Linked DNA regions of Athene noctua: region 2 is linked to region 1. The links are chromatin contacts, called in public Hi-C maps. All regions are on one chromosome and are shown on one strand. Each heading gives the region's core, a stretch centred on a gene start, on an enhancer-like site or on the middle of the called end of the contact. The rest is flanking DNA. Distances are from core to core; before and after follow the strand shown. Region 1 holds the start of RMI2 (RecQ mediated genome instability 2). Region 2 holds the start of CLEC16A (C-type lectin domain containing 16A).

Region 1 (7,084 bases), core at 3,390-5,889:
CTCCTGGCAGCTGCAGGAAAACTCTTGCCGTAATCCTCTACTGATCCCACTAAGCATAAGCTAATATGGAATGTATAGCATCTGTATTGGGTTCTCAGGAAAAAAAGAGCATGAGAGGGTGCCTTGCTAAAGCTTTACTTGATAGCATTTGCCACAAAAGTTAGTTCATCCTATCTTAGAGTGACTCCCATGCGGCTTTGGCAGGACAACACTATGGGAGAGGCCAGACTCTTGTTGTTCGTAGTAGTATTATGGTGTATGTTGCTCATGTTTACCTGCCTTGTCCAAGTCACTTCTAAAAAGTCACTTATTCAGAGCTACCTGCTAACTAAATTCAGGTTGCACCTAGAGTTTTCCTGTTCCAGCAGATGACTTGTCTGGCTCCAGGTGTTTTGAAATTGCTGGTCAAACATAATTTAGCATCCGTACGCCAGACTGATCAGTCCCAAGGCATAAATTACAAGCAGCTGAAGTTCAGGTTAGGGATGCAAATACGACCGACTTCCAACCCATTAATTCCAACCCATTGATCCATTAATTTCAAATCATTAATTAAATTCAGTGATGATGAGGTAGCCTAAAAGAAAAAAACAACCCTGAAGGGTGAGGATGGTTTTCCAGACTTCATCTAGCATGTCAGTATGTCCACATTGCATCTTTTAAGCAGTACACCAAGAAACAACTAAATTTTATATTCTTGTGATTGTTTTGTATAGTTCTGCATGCAGCATAAGAAAATAAACTAGGGTGAATCTCTTTAAGGTGAAACTTGACAGTTCTTGTCTGTGCTAAAAGTTGTCCTTCAGTGAAGTTCCATATGAATACCAGGGAAAGGAAGACAGTTTGTCTCAGATCCCTCTTCTCACTTATAGAGTACTGCATTTTTACGAAGTACTCTTTTCTTATCTTGCTTCTGTCATGCTTAGCTCCTGTATGCTGCTTCCTTTTACTGGAGGAGGATATGAAAGATACAGTCATATCACTTTGCAGTTTACTCTGTGATTGTGGGCAGCCAGTGTCTGCAAGAGATGCTGACACAGAGCAGCGCCTGCCAGCCGGCTGCAGAACAGAGCAGGGGGAGAGCTGCCTGGCCCCATCACACTTGAATTCCCTGAGTTTTTGGGCTGCCGTGGACGAGTTTTTCTATAGTATCTGTTTCATGGACATTTGTGAGCCATTCAGACATTATCATTATGATCCATGTATTTATCAGCTCCACACTTCATGACTTCCTACCATTCACCTGTGGAGCTTCCAGGTAGCCCTGTTTCTGAAGCAAGTATTTAGAAAATACTAAAAATAATTAAAAAAAAAAAAAAAAGATTGCTTGGATTGCAAATCTTAGGGAAAAAAAAAGAAAATTAAAACAAAACTTCTTTTGAAATCTAGTTAGTGACTTCTCAGTACTAGGAAAGAGAAACTGAGAAATGAAACTGAAGAACCTTTTCTGTACATACTAACCAAGGGACTGGGACGGAGACCTTTTTAAAAACTCTTTTGGGTAGGATTAAAGGCTGTAAAATATCAGAATCTCTGCCCAAGGGAAAGAAGGATTTTCTGATTGCATAATATCAGCCTTTTACCAAAAGGGGAGGGGAGCAGAGAATTGCTTCCATTTTAAGTAGTACGGTCAGCGGGAGTGTGAAAAGGTCTGAGCTGGACAGAAAATTTCAAGTTGCTGCTTCTTTGGAAATCTTTTTTCATGGAGATCTAGGGTCAAATTCTTAGTCTAAATTCTCTTTACACCATACTAACAAAACAGTGCCAGAGTAATTGAGGGAAACCTGGCTCCTGATAAGGCTCTGGACTATCTTATCTATGTGTCGTCTGGCCTTTGTGATTCACGTGCACGTTAACGGGAGGAATAACATCCTTGAAGACTGCTTTGAGGAGATGTGCATATTGTAGTAGCAGGCAGAAGATTTGATTCCTTCATTCTAATCCGTGCAAACGGATCTTGTCTCATCCAGCATGCTCTCAGAAAATGTGCTCAAATTTAATCCAGTCTAATTAACAGCCTGTCAGACACCAACTCATTGCCTTTTCCAACTGTGTGCTGGGCGTCCTCTGCTACCCATAAATCAGAGTGTGATTGCTGTGGGATCAGCTCCACAAAACAGTCTGTTGAGGCATCAGACATTTTTCCTGCAGCTGCAGAATGTGTCTCCATGCTGAGCTGAGCCAGTTCTTTGATAAGACCTTTGCAGATGATTCACTATAATTTTGCATTTTACTGAAAGATAAGGATTTTCTGGTTCAGGAAAACAAATCAATTTCTTGGTGCTTATCGCCAGTACTTATGCCCTTCTTCTCATAACACAGTTTCTTCAAGGAAAATCTTTTAAAAGGGACCTTTTAGACTCTCCTGGAGATTACACTCTTGTAGGGGTCTTGCCTTCATCTGTAGATTTAATGGCTTAATAAGCATTAGACCCTCCTATTATATAGTAACAAATAGGAATACAATACTTTTATCAATATTTGGCACAATTAGGTTTTTTTTATGTGAAACTAAATATTGATGCTGTCAACTGACTGCAGTTTAGGGGCATAAATTACAAATATTCTTGTGTGAGTCTTGGTCAAATTTTGCATTCATATACAGTAACCATCTAATGTCTTTCTATTCCTGTAAGCCATATGATCTGATTGCCAGATTACATGATTTGGTATTGTGCTTAGATGTCAGTGTTTTTATTGTTATGACCAATATTATATTTTATTCTTACTGTAAATGGTAACTAAAAGTTAACTGCTTCCTCACACTATAAAAGGAATAAAGTCCCATTTACAGAATGCCTCTAAACAGATGCATGTACCAAAAAAAGATCTTTTGATGTATTTTGCTACTCAGAACAAAACTGGATTTTTAAAACAAAGTAACTGGCTATTTTAATAGAGAACAAAGCCAGCTTTAAAGAATGATTGCAGTGGTGTCAGTTCTCTGTGCATTTTTACCAATTTTGCACTTTTGTAGGTAACAGAACTTGTGAAATTGAGGACTCCATCCCCTTGGCTTTCCTGATTATTTTTCTTTTTCTTTGTTCATCCCCTTGTTTTTTCATTAGCTTATTTCTCAGCTTATTTTCTAAATGAAATGTCAACCCACCCACCTACAGGAAACCATAACATTTCAAGGACTTCAGATTGTGGCAAAACGAATTAGGCCGTCTGTAATATAGACAGACAGAAAACAAATACTTAAAGGCCTGATTTGCGGAAAAAAGCCTCTACAACTCAAATAGAGTTATCAGCAGGTATGTTTACTCCGGCGCCGGGGTGCAAGGGGATCTCTCCACAAAGCTTGCACACCCACCCCACATTTTTACCAAAAACTCACAGAGTGTGGATATCCATATTCACTGGGTTACATAACACAAACATACATATGCATGAGTAGGGCTGGGTTAGAAAGGCTGATGTCAACAGTTTATGTCATCTTTGCACCTACCCATTGCCTCCTGGTGGGCGTCTTCGGGGGTCTTTGGGAGGAAGGCTCCTAGTCTTTCTCACTTTGTTTTTTGCCCGGCCCATACGCGGATTCTCTTGGCCAATTTCTTGAATAACAAGAGTGTTTTTCAGCCGGTTTACTTTCTATCTTATCTAAGAGAACCAATAGAACTTCTGCCATTCGTATATGGCTATCTTTATTCATTAGCAAAATTCCAACTAGTTAGAGCCACTCAAGGCCAAAAGTATAGTATTTTGCTGAACATTGTAATCCTTGGTAGATTTTCACTGTGAACTGCTTTGTTTTGATGAACACAGTAGTCCTTGGTAAAATTCCACAGAACAGCCTGGGCAAGCAGGATTCTTAGCAATATTTTAAAAAATACCATAACTTGCTATAAGTAAGTAAATAAGTTGCTAAGCAGTTTTCTATAAGTAAATAAATCTCAAAACAAATAATCATTTCTCTGTATCAGGCCTCGGGATTGAAGTCTCCAGCTGCCTATACTTTCAGTGCATCGTGCTCTGGATTTCCACAGTATATACGATGAAAAGATCCCCTAAAATCATCCCTGAGAAAACTAGCATGTTCATTTTCTTTTTTTTTTCACGAAACGGGAGGATCTTCATCAGCTAAACAATACACATTAAGCGATCACTTCTTGCTAACTAGTGAAGAAATACAGTGGGAAACGATCCGGGGTGGCTCCTAGAGCGCAGGAGGAGGTGGGGGAGCCGGACACCAGCGCAGCCCTGGCGGGGGGGGGGAGCAGCTGAATCCGCGCTGCGGGGCGGCTTAGGTGAAGGTGAGACACAGCAAAAAAAGTATTTGCTCCTCAAACCGAACGATTGAATCAGACTTTACGCCGATTTTTGCACTTCGATCCTGGATGGAGTTCAGGTGAAACGAGAACCAGCGGGTCTGACCCTGGTGAGGCTCTGAACAAGGGATGGCGGCCGGGGGGGGTGTTGGGGTTACGGCAGCGGCGCGGCTGGATGAACCGCCTGGGAGGAACCTGTCTGGGATCTGCGTGGAAAACAGCACACCTGTGCGAGCGCCGGGTTTTCCGCGGGAGCCGTTCGCGGTTCCGAGGCAGAACAAGCGGCCGCGGCGGGGCGGGGTCGCGGCCCGCGCTGCAGAGGCGGGAGCTGGCGCCGCCCTGCGCTTCCCGCCCTGCGCTTCCCGCCCTGCGCTTCCCGCCTCCCGCCCCTGAGGGCCGCCATGTCGGGGCCCCTGCCGGGGCCGCCGGTGAAGGTGCTGTCCGCCCAGCTGCGGGGCGCGGCGCGGGGCGCCGGCGGGACGTGGCAGCTGGGCCGGGCGGAGGCGGGCCGGGAGCCGCTGCCCCTGCGGGCCGTGTGGATGCAGGGCACCGTGCTGGAGGTGGAGCGCGGCGGCGGCCACGGCGGCTCGGCCCGGCTGCAGGACGACAGCGGCGCCTTCACCGTGCTGGGGGTGGAGAACGTGCCCAAAGGGCGGCCCTGCCTCAGCGCAGGTACCGGCGGGCGGCGGCGGGGCGGGCGGGGCCTCCCCCGGGTGGTGCGGAGCGCTTCCCCGCCCCGTGTTTGTTTTAAAGTAACGCGGCAAAGCCCCTCCTGGCGCCCGCCGCGGGACCCGGCGGGAGTGCTGCTCCCGGGGGGCAGGTGCGGCGGCGTGCGGGGCCGGCGGCCTCCCGCGGGGGGCCGGGGTTGTTCCGCCTGCGCCGCGGGCCGACCCGGGCGGCTCCTGGGCACGGGGACGCGGGGCGCCTCACCCGGTGCCGGGACGGAGCCTCCCGCACCGGGCTGGGAGGGAGACTTGCCGGCCTGCGAGCCCCGGGGCTGTGCCGGTTGTTAAGACTGGCTCTTGCCTGCCTGGTTTGGGGTCACGCTGAGCTGAGCTGCTGTGGCAGTCGGGGAGCGGCGAGTGCTGCCGCGGGGGAGTGTCTTTGTTGCTCTCAGTGGTACCAAGGCTTATGCCTGCTTGCCTGATGAGTTCCAGTAAGGATCCAGCCCTGTTTTCAGTTCTCCACAGTTACAGGAAATGTTTGATCAAACTGGGGTGCTGCAGAGAAGAGCTGTGAGACTGGGAACAAAGATAAGGATTTTTCTTTTTTTTTTTTTTTTTTTTTTTTCCTTTCACCAGTACTGTTAATTCAGCTGGAGAGGTGCTGGACTTCAGCATTGCAGGAACTGTGGTATAAAATAGTCACATAGCTTAATTTCTAGCAGAATTGTCCTCCCTCCACTTGCGCAGCATAAGGAGGAATTGTGCTAGTTTTAACTCTTACTGTATATATCTAGTAGAATCTATCAAGATGGCTGTACAGATAATGAAGCCTTTTCCTGATATTTAGGTCTAAGAAATCTTTGTTCCTTCAGTTTTCTTGCAGGTATTGGCAGCTTTAATTCAAATTGTTTAACTACTTGGTTTTAAATATTTTGCTTTCTAAATTAAAATGTAAATACAAAGGTTAATTAAATTCATGTTTGCTTGTTTTTTTAGGGAAGTATGTAATGGTGATGGGTGTGGTGCGGTCCTGCAGTCCTGAGCCTGTTCTTCGAGCGATAAAGATGACAGATCTTTCTGAAAACCCCGTGCATAAGAGTATGTGGAGCCTTGAAGTGGAGGATTTGCACAGAGTCATCCCCTAGATACTTTTTCTTCTGCCTAAAATAACTGGAAATGTACTTTTTTTTTTTCTTTGTTTTTTTGGTGCAGAACATCGGGGCTTTCTCTGTACTTGTGGTTTCAAACAACCACCAGGTACTCTTGGAGTAAAGTGAAGTGAGAAGTCGGGCTCAGAGTTAAGTGGAGGGATCAGTACATGTCTGATAATAATCACAATGTTCATCTCTTTCACAGTCTTTTTATACCAACAGACTTGAGAAACACTTATTTGATGCTTTGAGTAACACGTCTATGCTGTTCAGAATACTACATGTTCCTACAGACGTTAGTTGCTGTTTCTAGGAACACGTGTTTAGTCATCCCTGTAGCGTGCATTGTTGGCAGCAAGGGCTGCACAGAACTCGTGTTACCAGGGTGAACCCGAGACGTGGAATGGAGGCAGAATGTGTCCATTTAGTCTGTGGTTGGAAAGAACCTCTTTGCCTCTGTTTTCTGTTTCAGTAATAACCATGTCAGTAAACTCTACTTGTGAGACAGGTGTGTCTGTCTAAGCAGTTCTTGTACTTAAACACCTCCCTGCTTTCTGGGTTTCTGAAATACCGAAAGTGGTACAGTAATAACCCCTGTGTTCCAGTGAAGTGAAATTAACTGAAAAGCTGTGATGCAGGATTCCTTGGAATAGGTTCTCCAGGTTCAAGATGCAAATACCGTTACCACCTCATGAAACAAACCTGCTGTGCTAAAGTGCATTTTTCTCTTTGAAGGTTTCCTTTCTTGTTCCAGTGTATGCTATTTTTAATTGTTTAAATCATTCTTAAATATATTTTATTTTTATATTTCTTTCCTCTTCCTGTGGGGAAAAAACCCAACAACTATGAAATCAAATCAAAAAACCTTTAAAAAGTGGAACTGTTACTACTTTTTATTTCCCCTCTTCTCTAAAAAAGAATTTGAGTCCTGAAGAAAGCCTTGCATTAGCCATGTGGTATGGCTTTGTAGTTTGGGACTGCATTGTCCAGGAATACA
Region 2 (7,084 bases), core at 2,555-5,054, 180 kb before region 1:
TCAGCAAAAAAGCAATTAAAAAAATATTTTTAATCCCTGTGTTAGATGGTGTCGGAGTAATAAGACTTAGGATTTGGGAAAAGGTATTTTAGGGGAAAAAATGTCTAGGGCTTTTTGTACCAAAGACTTTGCTTAAATTTCCATTAGTTTTTATGAATTTCTTTCCTGGGATACAGAGCATGTGTGTTATTTGCCCAGCTGAAAAGGGAGAGGAGGAGACAGCCACAAACGTGGCTAATAGTGCTTTGTGGGATGCTTAGCTCTGCTCCTGACCTTCTGTTCTAGCGGAAGTGATTCTAATCCAGCTGCTGGGGATGGACCACCAAATGCTGGCATGGACACTTTCATCTGCAGTAACTATATGCAGTGGGATTTCTTCAGTAGCAAAAACGTTTCCCACCACTTGTTATGCTCCCATCTGCCTTTGACCAAGCCTTGTTCAACTGTGTTTGTGCCATCAGTGTTACTCCAACAGCAAAAATGTCTATTTTTTCCCTCTAAACTATTGACCAAAATCACCTGCTATTGCTTTATATGGAAACTGAACAGAAATATTTAGGAGATAATTTCAACCTGTATGAAAGACAGCACTAGAGGAAAGGCTTGGGTTTTTGTTTTTCTTTTGTTGGGTTTTTTTAAACTGGAAGACTGACTAAAATAGCTTGATGTTTAAATGGTATTTGTATAGTATGTTCACCAAGGTTATGTTTGTAACCTTACAACAGAATTTGCTATTTCCGTAATTTCAAAATAGAAAATAAAAAGGTATCCTGAACTGATTTTTCAAATTTACAGACAATATTTTGCTAAAAATTCTACTGGCAGATTTGCTAACACATTTTAATTTAAACTGTGAATGTTTTCATTAACATACATTTGGCACAGAAAGTCCTAGCTAGAAATAGTGATTTTCTTCCCAGTTGCATTTCAGTGTTTTAACATGCTAAATCCCTACAATATTTCCAGAGTTTTAGTATCACTCAAAACTACAATAATAAATCGATCAAGCAAACCCTCGTGCTGCGAATGACAGGAGGAGAACGGTGAGCTGGGTCGGTTTCTTATTTTCCAAGATAGCGGTTTAAGGGGCATCTGACCGAGATGTATTTCTGGCTCGGGTACGGTCTCCGAATTTTTCTAAGTATGAGCCTGGGTGTTCATTCAGAATCAGAGCTGCTTTCAAGACCGGATTAGCAAAGTTGCCCAGCTGTAAGCGTAACACCTAGCGCGGCCGCGGCGGGGGCTCAGAACGGTGACATTCGTCCTCCGGCAAAGCCCCGGTGCTCGCTGCGCAGCGGCGGTCACGGCGCGGCCCCCCCGGCCCCGGGCTCTGCCCGCAGAGCTCGCCCGCGCTAGAAGCCGGGGCGGTGCGTGTGTCCCCCCGCCGCCCGCCGCCGCGGTGCCCCGGGAGGGCCGTCCCCAGCCCTGCCGCCGTCCCCAGCCCTGCCGCCGTCGGGACGGGCGGGCGGAGCGGCGCCGGGAGCGCCCCGCGGGCCGCTGCCCGGGAGGAGCCCGAGGCGGTGACTTACTTCCCTCGCCAGCCCCATGCGTGTCCGCGGCCCTGCCCGGCGGCGGGTGCCGGCCCCCCGCCTCGCCGCTGCACCGGGGGCGGGGGCACTGTGGAGGGAAGATGCTGCGCAGAAGGAGCCGAGCCGCAGCGAGGGCATCCCGGGGCCGCGGCGGTCCCTGGGCCACGGCCATGCCGGGACACCCGGCCCCAGCCCCGGGCCGGGCGGCGTCACCCCGCAGCCGCTTCGGAGCGCCCCGGGGCGTCACTCCAAGTAGCCATCAAAGACATCGAGCTCGCTGTCCGTCTCGTAGAGCACGGAGCCGGGGTCGGAGAGCACCCCCAGATCCACCAGAGCCTGGTCCATATCCTCGGGCAGGAAGACGATGCCTACATTGAGAACGATGTACTCCATCAGGAAGGCATAGTACAGGATCAGCACGTTGACAAAGAACAAGCCCACGTAAAACATATAGGGCAGGACCAGCAGCGCATGGAAGGCCCAGGACTCCAGCGAATCCAGACGTGCCGAGACCGCGGCGGGCATGCAGCCGTGCGGGGCTGCGGCGGGCTCCGGCGGCGGCGGCGGCGGGCACCGACCTGCCCGGCCGGCGCGGGGGGGGCGGCGGAGCCGGGAGCGGGGCGCGCAGGACCGCGCTCCACGGCGCCGGTGGCAGGAAGGGGCAAACGCCCGGAGCGGGACCCCGGGAGGAGGCGAGCCCCGCGGGGGCGCGGAGGCGGCACAGCCGCAGAGCGGCCGGCTCCGTCCCTTCCTTCCCCGGAGGAAGCGGCGCCCCGGCGGGCGGCCAGCGCGGGCTTCAGCAGCGCTGCCGCAGCCCCGCGGTTCGCAGGAGGCTCCTCAGGGGCATTTCCAGCCCGGCTGCTGCAGTCCCGCCGCGGCTCCCCTCCTCCTCCCGCCCGCAAACTTCGCGGAAGGAGCCCGCAGGCGCGTTGGGGCGGTCGGCGCGGAGCACCTGCCGCCGTCACCGAGCCCGCCAGCCCCGGCCTGCGCGGCAGGACACCCCCCCCTGCCCGCCCCCTCGCCTCCCCTCCCCGCCCCGCCGCCGGCCCCCGCCGCACGCCGCGGCCCTTCACCCGCGGGCTGGCCTGGACCGAGCGGGCGGGGCGGCGGCGCCTCCGCCGCGCTCAGCGGCAGCCGGGTCCCGCTCCGCCCGCCCGAGGGCCGGCCGCGGCGGGCTGGCGGGGCCCGGCGGCGGCTTGCGGGGCCCGGCCCGCGCCCCCCAGGGCACTTCAGCACCCCGCAGCGGCCCGGGGCGGGGGGCGGCGCGGGCAGGTTTCATCCCATTCTTTGCCCCTGGAAGTTGCTCCCCTGTTGTTGAACAGGGACCCCCCGGGGCCCTTTGACTTCGGCGGAGGCCTTTCTTTGCCGACTAAGGTTTTAGTTCTATCAAAATACAATCAAAGGCACGATCTTAAACTTGAGGGGGGGAGGGGTTGGCACTGGCTGATAAACTCTTCAGCTTTTGCTTAGATTTATTTTATCCGGTTAAAGAAAAAAAAAAATCTAAACCCAGGTCAAGACAGTCATTAATGGTCCTGTTCTCTTTGTTCTGCTTTAATTTAGTTTTTAAGCCGATTCAAAACTAATTATGCAATCCTGATTGGAAAAGCCTTAGAAGAGGAATGTCAGCAGCTGAATTCCCATTGCTGCGTCTTGCAGGATCCCGTTCTCTGGTCAGCGCTGACCCCGCCAGAGCCGCTCAGTTTTGCGTTATGGGCGGTGAGCGGGGAATCTCGGATTACAGTGCATTTGGGAGGCGGATCCACACGTTAAAAGGCTGTGCTTGGCTTAAGCTGTTTAGTCTTTTTTATTCTTCTAACACTCCTCTCATGACAAGACCTAACTCATAACTGCCACAGAGGGAAGGAAGCAGTTAAATAAAAAACTGAGCCAATTCCTCCGGCTCGAGGAGGTGCGGGCGGCCCTCAGCCCTCGAGGCCCAGCGCTGCTCTCCCGCCCAGCCACGGCCTGACCGAGGGCTGAGCGCCCGCCCGGCAGCGCCACTCGGCTCGGCCTGAGACCGGCTCGTTAGCGGGCGGCCTGGGGCACGGCCCCCGCCGCTCTGCGAGAGCCTCACCGGGACGGAGCCGCCGCCGCGCTGCCCCGGGGCCTGACGCGCGAAGGCGGGAGCCTGGCGGGGCCCCGCCCCGCCCGCGTGACGGACAGCGGCCCCGCCCCGCCCCGCTGCCTGCCGGGACTCGCAGTCCGCGCGGCGCCGGCGGGGCGGGGGACGGCGCTTCCCAGCGTGCCCCGCCCGCGCATGCGCCTTGGCGCTCGTGTGCGCCGGTGCCGCCGCCGCTGGGGCTCCGTCCTGGTCCCCGCCCGCCCGGGCGCCCCTCGGCCGCCCTTCCCCTCGGGGCTATGAAGCCCTAGAGCCCCGCGGGCCGCAGCCGCCGTCCTTCGCCAGCATGTTCGGCCGCTCCCGCAGCTGGGTGGGCGGCGGGCACGGGAAGGCCGCCCGCAGCATCCACTCCTTGGACCACCTCAAGTAAGCGCGGGGCCGGCCGCGGCGCGGGGGCAGCTGTGAGGGGAAGGAGGGAGAGCCGGCGGCTGGGGGCTGCCGCGCGGAGCCGCGCTGCGGTCGGGTCGTCAGGGGACTCGGGGGTACGAGCCGGCGCGGGGGGCGGCGGGCGGGCCGGCTCCGTCTGTGGAGCTGCTCGGGGCAGGGTTTTCCCGCGGAGGGGGCTGCCGAGCGGGGCCGGGGCGGCTCGGAGGCGTCCCGGAGGAGGAGGGAGGCGGCTCGGCAGGTGCCGCTCCCCAGTCGCTCGCTCCCTCCTGGCCTGTGCGTTTTGGCGCAGCTCTCCCGAGCCGAAAGTTCCCGGAGCCCTTCGCCAGCGGCGAAGGAGGCTCTCTGGGCCGTGGGGGTTGGTGTCTTTCTCACGGGATTCTGCTCTTCGTCCCAAAACGCCTTCAGGGCAGACGCAGTTCCGCGGTGTCATGTCACACTCATGGCTGCGGTACGTGTTTGTCTGGGTTTTTTAATAATGCCACAGCCTCATTCAATGGAGTGGAGTGTAAGAGGTGATAAATACAAGAAATATATTCCCCTTGAGGGAGAACTTTGTTTCCTGGTAGTGGCTAAAATGGGGAAGTGAGGAGTCTGGTCCCAGCCTATAAACAATATAGACCTTTTGAGGTGTGTGTGTGTGGGGATCAGTCAGCAGTGACTCATGGCAGTCAGGATGGTGGCTCTGCAGGTCATGGGGATGTACCCTATTTAGAGGGCTCAGCAGCAGGCGTGAATGTAAAGCCGCTCAGCTTGAGAATGTTTGTCTCCAGAATCTGATATCCTTGTGTTACTGCTGACTGCAGAAGGTGGAATAGGTTTTTTTGAGCTCTGCCACTGGAGAGTTGGAATGATGGCAAGGGATAAAGCAATTTAAAATTCTCTGTTCCATTTTAGGGGTTCTGCTGTTGCGAGAAAAATGAGACCTGCTGTTATAACTTCTTTTTCTACTGAACAAGAAAAGGAGGTCATTAAGAGGGGAAGCATTTTCTAAATGAAATCACTGAATAAATAGCTTATTGAGAAATAAGTGGCTGGTAGTTTTTAACAGTCAAATTACAAGGAGGACACAAATGGTGTCTGACAGTAATGAGCAAGATGCACTTATACAAGATTTGGTTCCTACAATTACTTTATCAAGATGATTTATGGATTCTGGTCCTTGTCTCTAAACTGGAAAAATGTTCAAACCCAGCAAGACTAATTGAAATGCATTACTTTTTACCCAAGACAGGGAAATCCAGTCCATAAATACAAAACGGGTGAGGCAGTAGCACTGCAGAATAATTTTGAAAGCATGGTAGGTCAGACAAGTAAATCAACATGATCTGGCATCGCAGGAAAAAGGGGAGAAGTCATCCTCAGATACAAACATGGGACTCTTCTATTTAACATACAAGGGGTTGTCGCTGGGTACAACTGAGCACTAGTGGAGCTTTAGATCTGTCTGCTTTTGATATTGCACTGGAAAATAGAGCAAGAATGCTGATGCATGATGAAATTTGAGGAAATGCAGTTTAAGTTTAGAAAAAGTAGGCTGGTGAGAGAGAGAGACTTAAGGATGTTAGAATGTTTCAGGCAAGAAAAATGTTCTCTTGGGGCCACAGAGGGTAGAAAAAGTGATTAACCCTGTTTGATTTGCAGCAAAAGGAGATTTAGTTCTAAGTGTTGCAGTTTGTGCTTTACTACTTATCTGAGAATTGAATTATATAGTTCTCTACCAATAATACTAGCTTTGGTTTGTTTGCTTTTTTGCATGTGATTTCTTTAATTATGAAATCTAAAATGGTAGTATGTAAAGAACAGCCAAGACCTTTGTTCTGTTTAGGCTGTGTACATTTTAAGTGTTTGTTTAGCTAGGCTGTATGAATTTCAGTTTCTAGCTAGATGTCAACAGCAAAGGTAGCTGTCTAGTGGTAGAGTGAGATTTAGGGGTTTTCTAAGGTAGCAGTTGAAGTGGGAAAAGGGTGAAGAACCTTTGTTTTCAGGGTCCTGCAAGAAAGTCAGTCTTGGTAAGGTCACCATTGTGTGAGCTGCCTGCATTCTCATCTTTTCAACTCATTGAAACCCAATGTTGTGCTCCATGTGAGTGGAGTAGAATGCACCATCCTTGCTATTACAGGTTAGCTTAGCTCATAAAAGATATATTATGCTATGCTGCAAGAGTGAAATTAGCCTGGGCTATCCTTATGGGAATATTTTTATTTTTTAACATGCATAATATAGAATTTAGTCTAAGTTTTAAACAATACACCTGTTTAGTAATACTGAGAGAGTTACTGCTTTTTGTAGTAAATGTTGGATCTAGAACTTCCTTTCTCATCAGCTTTAATGCAGTTTGTTTGAGGCTTGGTCTTGAAATTTTATTATTCAACCTTTTGCAAACATTAAAACATTTTGCAAACATTTTGTAAACAATAAAATGTATTGGCTAAAGGAAGATTGTGAGGCTGGTTGTTTTAAGTGTTTTGATAGTGTCTCTTGGTCTTGGAAAAGAGTTAAAATTTAATCCAACTTTCTCGTGTCTTGTTGAATTTAGATCTGGAGAGACTGTGAAATGGCCTCTGTGCGCTGCCTGCATGGACTCTGCACTGCCTGAGTGCATCTGACTATCATTTTTTGGAGAACTTGATATTTTTGTTAGGCTTGGTTAGTAATTGAGGAAATGTCAATAACTTAATAAATGGAGAAAGTCTAAATATTCTGGCAACAGGAATAATGTTAGTGATTGCTTGTGAAAATGGTCTGAAATGACTTATCTTTACAGGAGATTGTCTGAAACAAGGCCAGAATCCATTTCTTAAAGGTGGCATCCAGCAGTTTAAAATGAGACCTTTTTTCCTCCCTTTATATAGCCCTCTGCTCTGTTTATTATATGCTTCTAGTTCTAAAAGCAAATACGTTACGTCCGATTTAGGCAACAGTTTTTCTTGCTACACAAACCTGCAGTTAGTGCTTTCTCACAAGCTGCATGTTCCTCTCTTTCTCGTGGCCTGCTTTTGCTCGTACACCAGGTGTTCCCATGTCAGTCAGGGTTTCTTGCCTTTCT

What was found. A called contact is a pair of places that touch in the nucleus more often than the background predicts.
Region 2: a contact with region 1 is called in a Hi-C map of heart, with 2.7 times the contacts expected there. The contact joins the promoter of CLEC16A here to the promoter of RMI2 in region 1. A contact is called at or near these places in 2 of 2 Hi-C or Micro-C datasets (heart and liver).

What each region holds. Positions count from the first base shown.
Region 1 is chr15:15,005,504-15,012,587 of bAthNoc1.hap1.1, reverse strand. RMI2 (RecQ mediated genome instability 2) reads left to right here and starts at 4,639. Exons shown (of 2, transcript XM_074919449.1): 1 at 4,639-4,943; 2 at 5,933-6,592. The coding sequence starts at 4,673. The coding sequence ends at 6,081. It overlaps LOC141966704, which reads right to left. Exons shown (of 71, transcript XM_074919709.1): 71 at 6,722-7,084.
Region 2 is chr15:15,183,835-15,190,918 of bAthNoc1.hap1.1, reverse strand. CLEC16A (C-type lectin domain containing 16A) reads left to right here and starts at 3,804. Exons shown (of 23, transcript XM_074918868.1): 1 at 3,804-4,017. The coding sequence starts at 3,938. DEXI (Dexi homolog) reads right to left here and starts at 2,500. Exons shown (of 2, transcript XM_074919516.1): 1 at 1,530-2,500. The coding sequence starts at 2,054. The coding sequence ends at 1,773.